2 separate regions of the Dromaius novaehollandiae genome follow, and region 1 is linked to region 2. A link is a contact called in public Hi-C data. All regions are on one chromosome and are shown on one strand. Each heading gives the region's core, a stretch centred on a gene start, on an enhancer-like site or on the middle of the called end of the contact. The rest is flanking DNA. Distances are from core to core; before and after follow the strand shown.

What was found. A called contact is a pair of places that touch in the nucleus more often than the background predicts.
Region 1: a contact with region 2 is called in a Hi-C map of brain, with 4 times the contacts expected there. The contact joins two enhancer-like sites. A contact is called at or near these places in 2 of 4 Hi-C or Micro-C datasets (brain and liver).

Annotation. Positions count from the first base shown.
Region 1 is chr2:117,357,964-117,363,751 of bDroNov1.hap1, forward strand. It overlaps the pseudogene LOC112997029. Among named protein-coding and RNA genes, the nearest start is that of MYOM1, 8.5 kb to the right of the region's middle. Within about 2 kb of position 1,983, at least 2 of the 2 cell types and tissues checked have open chromatin away from gene starts, as enhancers often do.
Region 2 is chr2:117,232,655-117,238,748 of bDroNov1.hap1, forward strand. All of the region lies in intron 6 of DLGAP1 (DLG associated protein 1), which reads left to right. Among named protein-coding and RNA genes, the nearest start is that of TGIF1, 86 kb to the right of the region's middle. Within about 2 kb of position 2,292, at least 2 of the 2 cell types and tissues checked have open chromatin away from gene starts, as enhancers often do.

The DNA.
Region 1 (5,788 bases), core at 733-3,232, 120 kb after region 2:
GCTTCATTATATGAATTGTCTTAGAACTCTCACATTTTTTAGACTAAATATCATTCTATTTGACGTGTGGATGTGTCATATTGAATACCCACTGTTTGGTATGGCAGGGAAGAAAGCTTGTCATGTCCTCTACTCTTCACAGTGAAGCACACCGCCAGATTGACACATGCTTCCCTCTACCTGTCTAGGGGAGTCAGGCACTAAAAAGAGGAACTATTAAAACAAGCGTATGAAGTAAGGATCTTTTGAATCTCATCAACAAGAAATACTGAAGGGAAGGAAAGGAGTCATCCTTCCTCTCTCTACAGGAGTTAGGGCTCTAATTCACAAGTCAGGACAGCACAGCTTGGGACAGCTTGCAAAGTTACCATCCCCAATACACAGATAGCTGAGCCGCTCAAGGATAATCAGGTGCAGAGTCACAGCTGCTTATGGTGCACAGCTTTAAGGCACAGTGAGGACAGCGACAACCTTCACAAGTTATTAACCACATTAATGGGGTTGAGGGGTGTTAGGCCAGGTACAGGATGTGCGAGACAGTTCCCTGGTGAGGCACCGCTTCTCACCAACAGTCCTGGAGAGGAAAAACTCATTTGGGTTCAGTGGTGTTGCCTCCACAACCACAGGTAACAAGCATACCAGCCCCCACTTTTGGGAGCTTCACCTCAGACAACAAGACCGAGTCTTCCTTCAGGTAGAATTGATCTCCCTAATCCTTTCTGCCCAGCTCATTGCCTAAGCCTCTCCATCACAAGAAAAGGAAAAAAGCATAATAAGAAGCACAGCTGCTTGTGATGGTTCCACCCTCCCTTACTCAGTTGTTCAGTTGTTCAATATTCAGCCTGAATGTTGTAGACCTACTTTTAATTCTCTCTGTTAGCTGAGAGGATTCAAGGGTGCATCGCTCTAGCCCGTACCTAAGTGATCCAACTACAAAGTAACTGAACTTAAAAAAACCCCAAAAAACAAACAAACAAACAAAAAAACCCACACAAAAAACCCCACCTAATTTGTGGCTGTTACCAAGACTGATTTTGTTAGGACTCAAACTACGGTTACTCCATAAAACCAGAGTTACTGGCTCCAGACAAATAGGAGCTTTAAAGCACTTTCTGGATCAGCAGTGAGCAGGGGGTTTAAGATTTCTTTGCAAGAAAAATCCCAGGCCTCTGAATTAGCCACCAAAAGTCAGTTTTATCAGTCACTCTAGCATGCTTTATCAGAGCAGTTAAATGCCATAAAACCCGAGAGGGTAAACCAAAATTTCTCCTAAATGCTAGGCTAAAAACAATGGTGTTAGTGAATTACAGTTCATCATCACAAGGCTAAATGGAATACAGGAATTACTATATAGTACTATAACCCTAACCCATGAGCAAAAACTAGTGTTTAGCAATTGATGTTTATTGCTATAGAGAAATACCAGCAGATTCACCCTAAGTCTCAATAGTTTAGTTTAAATCCCAATAGTTTTAGTCTTTAATATGTAAACAATGTTATTCAAACAAACAAATTTGAATTTGGGGTAGATTTTTCAAAACTCATTGTACAACAGAGCAAGAGCACTTACTGAGATAGTAAGAAGTGCATAGGGAGCATATCTGTTTTTAGAGTTACAAAGGCCATAAGTACTTTTGAAATCCTATCTCTTACAAACATACGCCACATGTACATTTATACATACATTACTCTAACAACTGCTTGCCAATATCTCTTTTCACTCTTTCCTCTAATGAATAAATTTGATGAAAGAGCCAAAATGCAGTGCATACCAAAGCTGTAATTTGAAAAATCCCAACAACATTAGTTTTTGTTGCAATAGGAGCAGAGCTTCTGTGTGAACAGACCGTGTTTCCCTCTTTATGTTGCATCAGATGAGCTCTTTGGGACTTGAAAAAACAACAAATTACATGGTGAGCCGTTTGCCCCTCAGCTGAAGTGGTGCTAGGAGCTGTAATGCCACCTACCGATGCTTCTGAGTATCGGCCTCAAGCCCCGAGCCTGTTTCCTTCAACGGGAAGCAAGGAGGATACTGCAGACATTCCTGTGGTGCAGACGGAATGCGAGAGGCTGCCTCAGCTGGGTGGCTGGTAAAGACTGGCTGACTTTGCCTCCACCAGACTCGGCAAAATTTGTTTAACTGATAATCTACAAAAGTTATTTTTTCCAGTTCGGTGTCTCTACCTCCTCTAAATGTAGTTTTAGTATTTTCAGCAAAAAAAGCAGCAGCTGAGAGAAAAATTATTATTGAAGCAGCTGGGTTTCTTCTTAGTAAACCTCTTCTCTGAAACTTTTGAACTGCTTGTTCCCTCTTTTCTTCTAGACCTTTTAGTACTCTGTGGCCCCTTGTGTGTCCAAATAGTCCCCATTCTTTCCTAAAGCTATTTGGGATGAAGATAAAGATGATTCAGAGCTTCTACTTACAGGTATGAAGACCCATTTTAAAGAATAACTGGGAAAATGAGCATGCCTCTGTCATACTCTCAGAAGATGATGATTCCCAGAGTTCTTATCTCCATACAAATCACATTCAGTATCGAAAAGCTCAAGGTCTCCCCATAACAAAACACAGCCAGTTTATTTCCTAATGCAGTAAGACACTAAACACCACATTATTTACAGGTCATAGTTCAAACAACAGGATTAAAAGAAAATGAAAGTATCAGAAGTGTAGCAGTACAGCCAATGATGTTTTAGATATAAATAAACCAACCACTGACAAATTTCACAAAAGTTAGTTTCTTAAAACCTACATGAAAGTCCTGTACCACTGTATTTTACATACCCTTATATACCCAGCCCTGAGCCGAGGACAGAAAATTTTACCAAGACACTTAGTTTTTAAACTATATTTGGAAAAGAATTTTTAACAACTGTGTTGAGGTTTCTACGGTGGTGTCCTTGTCTTAGGGATCTATGGGTACCACCAATCAGTGTGAACAAGAGCATCAGTAAAGAGCTATCATTTTAATAACCATACGATCTAAACCCACTTAAAACTGATCAAGTGAACAAGTATTAACAGCCAGTGGGTATTAGTGGTTGTATCACTGACAGAACTCTCGGAGCTACACAGAGTTTCCAAAGCTCTTGGGAAAAGCAGATGGGGAAAGCTCTGCTGCAAAGTCTGGAACACAAGGCACCTTCTGCTATGGGGGAGTATGCTTCTTTGGGCAAATCCAGCTGCACTTCACAGCATTTCTGCTGGTTTGAAAGTTCTGACTTTTGACAAAAAGTATTTGCTACAGAAAAATACACACCGACACACTCTTTTTTAATGGTTTTATAATGCCAAAAGAGATTTCCTAACAGCACTCACTGTGCATGGAGTTGGGATAGTAAATATTCTTAATAAGCCATAACGTATCAAATATGTTATGGAAATAGCATTTCCATCACATCTTTTGCATACACAATTTCACTAGGATAAGCTAGAAAGTAAACTCATTTTTATGGCATTGCCCTTCTCAGAGGGAGATAGTCCTAGTAGGCTATCTGTGAAAGAACAGTGCATCTCTAACACAATCACTGTCTTCTCATGGAATTTTTTTAAAATTCTGTTATAATAGCAGCCTACCAGGAAACAGCAAAACACTCTTAGCCAAATGACATTTTCCAATTTTGTAACCTAAATTCTTACAGGATAAGAATGCAATTCCTAGACGTGACAGAAGCAACACTGATGACCACTTCTCTCAAGACCACAAAAAAGAACTACAAGTATTCAGATTATGGCAAACTTGCTTCAGAGTATTGTATCAAATCTGCTATGCATTCCATACCACAAGAACTACAGGATATAATTATGAGAAACAGGACTAAAAACAAATGCCTCCTTCTCACACATACAGAACACCATTGTGGGCAGAAGCTCTTAAAAATAAATTATATATTGTTTCACTTGGGAAGCAAGAATAACATATTTGGAAAGCAAGAATAATGTATTTTCAGATAGAAAAGGGCATAGAGGCAGCACGCCTTCCTTCTTCCTCAAGCACCATTCTCACTTCACTTTGAGAAAAGACAGGAAGAGGAAAGAAAAAATGGCAGCAAAGAAATAGAATGATTTCTATATTGTCAGTGCTGCAGATCTGGAAAAAGGTTATCACTCACACTCTGCTCATATACATTATCTTTTTTAAGGAAACACTAGGATTTTCCATATAAGTTTTTAAAAAGCAGTATCAGTATTGTACTCAGTATCAAAAAAATGAGGAGTTAAGATGGTAAAATATCACCTAAATTACATCTATAGGATTTTTAAAAGTGCAAGTCTAGGACAAAAATCATTAACTTACAATGTACTAAAATTTGAAGCATGGAAATTTCTCATTATTTTATATACTATCACAACAGTAAGTGATGTATACTCTCTAATGCAAAAATAGGTAACATCATGACTGTATCCACTTGCAAAAGTGTGTACAGATATGGTTAGATGAACAGTCCACCTATAGCAAGAAAAGGTTTAATGATATACTTAACTATTTTATTTGAAAAATTACCATAAAAATGTAAAAATACAGCTAAGTAACACTGACGTTTTTACCTGGGTCTCTACATTTATTGATATTTGTCCCCAAACCTCTAGCACTATAAGCTGTCCCCTCTCCCTGCCCATTTCCAGTCTTAATACAGAGGTGCAGGGATGCCTGAGCGGCTCCAGAGTCCATAGAAGGAAAAGCTGAAATGCTAAAAATGCATGCAAAAGGCTCTAACAGGAAAAAAGAAAAAAAAAACCCTGAGAAATAAAGTGAATGGAAAAGAAAAAGCTATCTGCAAGCATCCAGAGATTTGCTCAGTCATCCTTGTCTTTTGCTCCACGGTTAAGGATGCGTGTGAACTCAATGTAGTTGAAATTCCCCTTTTTGTCAGTTGGTGCCTCTCTGTAGAGCTCATCTACCTCTTCATCTGTAAACCTGTCTTCCATGGTTGTCAGCAGCTCTCTCAGGTAATCTTCTGGAATAAACCCTAGAATGCAATTTAGGGAGAGAATCATAAAAGGGAAGAAGTTGTTTCTTAGCAAGTCTTCAAAAGCAATTGGATGAACAGTAAAACAGTAACAACAGGCATGAAGTTAACTAATACAGCATGTAATATTTGCAGAGCATTTGCACCACGAGCCTGAAATAATTCCTCAATTGAATTCTAAAGAAATTCCTTTAATTCAAAGGGGAGGGGGAAAGTTTGATGCATTTTATACAGTTTCTTGAAAAGAAACCCTGATATCCTGTGACCTAGTAATACCTATTTCCATATATTGATCTTAAACAACTCCAAGTGGAACAGCAAGTTCCTGAAGTAGGAATACAGTCACTGCTGATCTTCATTATACAAGATGTTCTCTTAACTGAATTATAATTTTCTTGACTTAATTAGATATATTTGTGCATCTTCTATAAACTAGTTTCCACTAGGGACTAAATAACCAGTGGCTGTCTTTTCACCGCTGCACAATACTGTTGCTGGAGGCAGTTTATATAGATACAGTGAATTGCTGGCAAGTGTCCAGGCAAAGAGTTTACAACAGAAAAGACTTTCAGACAGGACTGAGCAAGTTAACTCAAATGGGAAGAAGAATATTTATGGCAGAAAGTTAGATATGAAGAAGCTAGTGAAAAAAAAGGTAGGATATATCAAGTTATTTATCTTATAAAATATTAGCACAAAAATTTAGACAAAATTAACAAAAATATAAAAATGAGCAATTAATGAGTTCAACACTGCCAAAGGAGTTCTGTTAATTCAATTTCAATAGACAAGCAGAACTGCCAGTTGCCAAGTAATT
Region 2 (6,094 bases), core at 1,042-3,541:
GGACAAATCTTCACAGGAGCTTGTGCGTATAGCCACTGTCCTCCACTGAGTATAGAAATCCCCAAGTTGTTTTATAGAGCTGAAGCAATCAGTTGCTATCATCCAAAACATAAAAACATGGTGAATATCTGTTGAGGCCAGAGTGCAATAGCAAATACAAGAGCTGGGGCATTGATTTGTTGAGCTGTATCTATTAGTGCATGACAGAAATAACAGAATCTCATCAAAGTACATCAGAAAAGCTATATATAGCCTGAAAAGTCTCACGGTATGACACTAACGGGAGGAAATAAATATAGAATGACTATTTTTGGTTAAAGTGTGGGCTGATAGCAGCTTAGATTGATAAGACAGAACTCTTTCTTCTCCTATTTTATTTTTCAGGGTTCAGGGAAGTCAGACTACGTTTATTCTTTGTTAACAGATATTCAAAGATTGCTTACTCCATCAAGCAGTCAACAGCTATCTAATCCAAAGCTGACTATCATCTCAAGTCAAAAAGAAATAGCAGTACAATATAACTGAATGAGACAGACATGAACAAAGGTCACACGCTTAGGAATATTAAATTTATTTATCAGGTAGGCATGCCTGTGGAAAGGACAAGTGACCTTAACTGTTGGAGCAATCATATGCCACAGTAAGCCAGGGTGCTACAAACAGTTAAAATTTGCAATGCCAAGAATGACTTACGTTCAAAAGTAAGCACTGTGACGTTACCTTAGCGCTCAGAAGGTTTTGCCAGGCAGCATGTACGGACAGCATACAAGGCATTCCTAACGTGAAGAATCGTTTCTCTCTAGGATCCTTCAGGATCTGTGGCTGTGAAAAGAAATCCCACACCTCAGGGATAGGAACAAGGGAAAAAAGGTTGGCTTGCCTTTGGGAAAATAGACTTGCAAAGTTCATGTAGTTCCTCTTTAATAACACATTTTTAGAGAACCATGCTTCTGAATGCCTGCTTTGAACAACAACTACCTTTTGGGGCCCTTTCATGAGGGGTTATCTCCTGTTATAAAATGAATATAAGTCACAGCAACACGTGCCTGCATATGTGAGGCTGCAAACAAGGAAGAGAAGCACCACACAACAGTCCTGGTGGCAATGCAGATACTGATTTTCAAGGGTGAAACTCAAGGAGAGTTATGTGTGTTTCTGCAGGCAACTTTTGCATTTCCTTCATTTCTATCTCAAATTTTTACAGCAAGGTATTAGGACACTTCATTTTGTGTTTGTGCTCTTTTGATAACTGTAATCCTTCCAAAAAATACACCTCATCTACCTGAAATACAGTGTCTCCTACACCATATTTTCCCTAACTCATCTAGATCCAAACCTATTTACCAAGGTAGTGTAACATTTTATTCTAAAGAGAGTATGCTATCATTACATGAGCAATACTGGGAGGACGAATTTACCTATTAATAAAAAACTCAGTTGTCCTTTTTGCCCCCTGACCAGTTTATTTCTCTGTTCAAAAAGGATATTTGGTTGAAAAGCTGACCTGATGTCTACCATGCTTGATACAATTTCAACACTGGTAGCCCATCAGCGTTAGTAGAGTGTTTAATCAATATCTACCAATATTGAGCTGTTTAGCACACTCTCATCCCCATTACTAGAAGTCCTAAGTTGCATTTATGCAGCAGAATTTGCTGTGGAAAAGTTGCACAGGAATCAGCCAGGATTTGCCTGAGGCAGACAAGTTCAGAGGCCACGAGCTGCCTCTGTGTCCGGGTTCGCTGGGGCAGCCCCAGAGGCAGCTTTGTTTTCTCTCCACTGTGTCCAGTCTAATCTCGTGCTCACTGGAAGTTGGATCCAGGCTGGGTCATTTGGGGGGTCCAAAATATGTCTAGCCTCTTGCCAGACTGAAGAAACTACCATCTAACCAGTCTGTCTTGAATCCAGTTTTTCTTCTCCTTTCTGGGATCACTGGGGAGTTTATTCTCACCCCAGCTCTGGTGTGGGCTAGAGGAAAGAAAAAAGGCAAGCAGAATGCACAGTCGCAAATAAATTTGCGGGACCTTTTTGCAGTAAAGTAACAGGCTAGTGCACTAAGGGTCTCAGTTTCATTCAGTCTGTTTTCCTTTATCCCTAAAATGATATACGAAACACCCACACTCGAGAAAGTAGCATGATTCATATTAAAGCCAAGCCTATACTTGACAGTTCTTGCATTTCACAGCAGATTGTTGCAGGGGGCAGCAGGGGAGAGAACAACCGGAGTCTGAAGCTGTTTGTACACACAGATGTGTATTTCAGGGCTAGCATTTCCCTCCGTGACCTTAGGAAGACGTGATGAAACACAGCACCAGCAGCTGAACCAATGAGGCTCTTTGAACTGATAACCATGGTGTGTTCTGTGATGTGGTTTGCCTGGAAACCTATTTGTTTCTTTTGAAAATCCAAAATGCCAAAATGACATCAGTTGCAGTGTGCACTGAAAAGCCTCGGCTGGGATGGCAGACTGTTTTATTGCTTAAAATGATTGCAGATGTTTGGGTGAAGGCTACCAAACATGAAGCTTTTCAAATGTGTACATGTGGGGAATGAAACTAGGGACATATATAAACATGAACATATTTATTATATATTACAGCCGGTCAGCTGATCACATTTCAGATTGGCAATTACTTAACATTTGCCAAAATAAGCGGAAAATATGATAGCTGCAATACATCTGGTTTAGTGAGTGGTTTTTATTTCTGATCATATAGGTTTACCTCCCTTCGTCTGATGCCAATTACATACTAGACATATAGAACTGTCAGCAGTCTGAAGAAGAGGCTTAGGAGATACGCTGCTGGTTTTTATTACCACCAGATTGCAAAAGCATATATCCTGAGCTGGTTTTCCAACAGACTGAGTGCCCGCTTTACATCCCAGGAGCCTGCTATGCTAAGTAAGAACTGGCTGGTACCAATTTAAGAGCTTCTTTAAGTATGTGATGCTTTTTGAGTCATCAAGTCATTTGCCAGAGTCATGGGCACAGGGAAAGGATAGGAAGAAGAGCTACTACCTGAAAAGTTAGTGGCATTAAGTCTGCCTCCTGATCTCCAGATTTGTGCTGTTCTACTTTGAATGCCCAAGCCAACGTCCTGATAGTTTTTGCTCATCAAGAGGGTCAGTGACCTCTTAGAGGCCATGGTCACCTGCTTCCTGACCATAGGAAAGGCCAAGTTGCCATGTGCCTTCAGCTTCAGAAAGGCAATGGCAGGCAAAATCGGTCATGGCAAAGTGGTTTTTGTGTCATCTCTCTGGGGCAAATTCCAGCTTATTAATACCTCGTCATTATCTTAGCTCCTACAAGTCATTCACGTGACTTGTCACAGCTTAACCCTCTATGTGTCTGTGGACGAAGGGTTAAAAGGGGGGGTTATTACTGTATTTTTCCACTTCTTCTGCAGATATATCTCTTGTTATATTAGTGATAAGTTCCCATAAACCCAACTGACATTTGTATAGCTTGTGTGTTTATTACTGATGACAAATTAAAAATGAAGCTTCAAGCATTTATGCAACAGAAAATTTCATCTTTCACTTCTCTTAAAAATTAAAGTGTCAAGTACTTTTTCAAAGCTGTCCCTTTTTAACAAACTTTGCATCTTTTGAAATATGCACAGTTAAAAGATGGAAAATATAATTTCTTTCCTAATCAGTGTTGTCATTTTCCCATTTGACAAACATTTTATTTTAAAGTATTTCTGCATCTGCAGGTGTTTCCTCTCTCTTTACATCTCAGTCTTTGCATCCGTCAGTGATGTGTCAGCAGTAAAGTACTGCTGACGACCACCTGGGAAAGAGAAGTAATGCAGAGGTGGGAAAAGCATCTTCCAGGGAGCCCCATTTGAGAGAAGTTGCCACTACTGTGCGAGTAATATTAATACAGAGCAGCAAGTATCTGATGGCAGGATGGGAGGGTTATCGAGAGAATAACAGTGAAGCGCCTGGTTGGATTAACTTTATAGGATTGTCCAGACTCCAGAGCCAGTACAGAAATAACATCTTCCAAAGTCGCATTCTCCGTGTTGATGGTGAGCATCAAAAGGAATGGCAGGTGAAAGTGCAAATGCCATTATGTGGCAGAGAACATAGAGTGCATTTTTGGTTATGTAATGGGTTGTGATAAGCAGCACAAAGTCCGACTGGAGGCCTGTCACTAGTGGTGTCCCACAGGGGTTGATACAGGGGCCAGTACTGTTTGACATCTTCGTTAATGACCTAGATGATGGGACTGAATGCACCATTAGCAAGTTTGCAGACAATGCGAAACTGGCAGGAGTGGTTGATACACCAGATGGTTGTGTTGCCATGCAGGGGACCTTGACAGACTGGAGAAATGGGCAGAGAGGAACCTCATGAAGTTCAACAAAGGGAAATGCCAAGTCCTGCACTTGGGGAGGAATGAACTCTTGTACCAGTACTCACTGGGAATCGACCAGCTGGAGAGCTGCTTTGCAGAGAAAGACCTAAGGGTACTGGTCAACAAGAAGTTGACCATGAGCCAGCAATGCACCCTCATGGCAAAGAAGGCCAAGAACATTCTGGGCTCCATTAGGAAGAGTGTTACCAGCAGGTGATTCTTCTCCTCTACTCAGCTCTAGTGAGGCCTCATCTGGAGTGCTGGTCCAGTGCTGGGCTCCCCAGTACAAAAAAGATACAGACCTACTGGAGCGAATCCAGTGAAGATGATTAAGGGACTGGACCATCTCCCATATGAGGAAAAGCTAAGAGAGATGAGACTGTCTAGCCTGGAAAAGAGAAGGCTCAGGGGGGCTAAATACCTGATTTGGGGGGGGGGGGGGGGTAAAGAAGACGGAGCCAGGCTCTTCTCAGTGGTGCCCAGTGACAGTGGGCACAAAGTGAAATACAAGAAATTCTACGTGAACACAAGAAAACACTTCTTCACTATGAGGGTGCTTGAACACTGGAATAGGTTGCCCAGAGAGGTTGTGGAGTCTTTGTCTTTGGACATATTCAAAACCTGACTGGACACAATCCTGGGCAGCCTGCTCCAGCGGACCCTGCTTGGGCAGGGAGCTTAGACCAGATAATCTCCAGAGGTGCCTTCCAACCCCAACTATTCTGTGATTCTGTAATGCAAAAATGTATGATTCAGAATCAGTAGAAATAGAACGTAGCATGTTTCTGTGCTTAAGTCAATCACATTTTCAAAGTCCTGGCTGCTTCCAGGCTAAGATGTAACCCTTATATGTAAGCCCAGATCACATTCAAGCAGAATTTCCCTGCAGTGATGGCGTTAGTCACATTATGCTGGTAAAGACTAAAGGCATGCTGGGGTGGAGGAAATTTTGTATATTCTAGTTGTTCTGGCCTAAGAGCTGAGAAACGCAGCTGCCTTCATAATCACTTTTCTTGGGCAACACCACAAATCAAGCAGGCTGGCCTTCGCATCACTCTATATGAAGAAAGCTGACATGATTATTTTGAAACAGCTTATTCCGTAAGAAGTACTATGCTGATGACATCATTTAGGGATAGATCTAGAAACCATATTCTTATTTGAATCTCCCAATAAAAACAAAGTTACCTGAAAATTTGGCAGGGGGGTAGTTGCTTGGCCAAGGAGCTATACAGATATCATCATGCAGCTGTAGAGTCAATGGGTTTGTTTTGTTCGCTAATATCCTAGAGGGGTATTCATGAGGCTTTGCAAGATGTAAGGCAGAGGACTTCATGGTTTCTTTTTGTTTTGTTTTGTTTGGGTGGGGTTTTTTTTTGCCTTGAACAAGAATATTTCAGATTGACACGTTTGTAGCATATGTTTTCTGCAGAGATGGTGATAATAGAAACATTTCAGTGAGGTCCCTCCACGAGTTACGTCACTTGTTTTTTGCCGAGGCAATAGGAGAGGAACTAGTGAGGAAGCCTGCTGTCACTTCTGGAGAAAGGTCCTGGCTGCAAGCCCAGGCCAGCTCAGTAGATCAAAGGCTCTCCTCTTGGCTCCCAGAGCAACCGGAAAAGCAGCTGCCCAGTACCCTTTCAGCATCCTTCATTCACTTCCCCTGTGCCAGCAAATAACAATTTTTTTCACTCCCCACCTCAGCAATACTCTCATTTTTTTCCCTTTGTA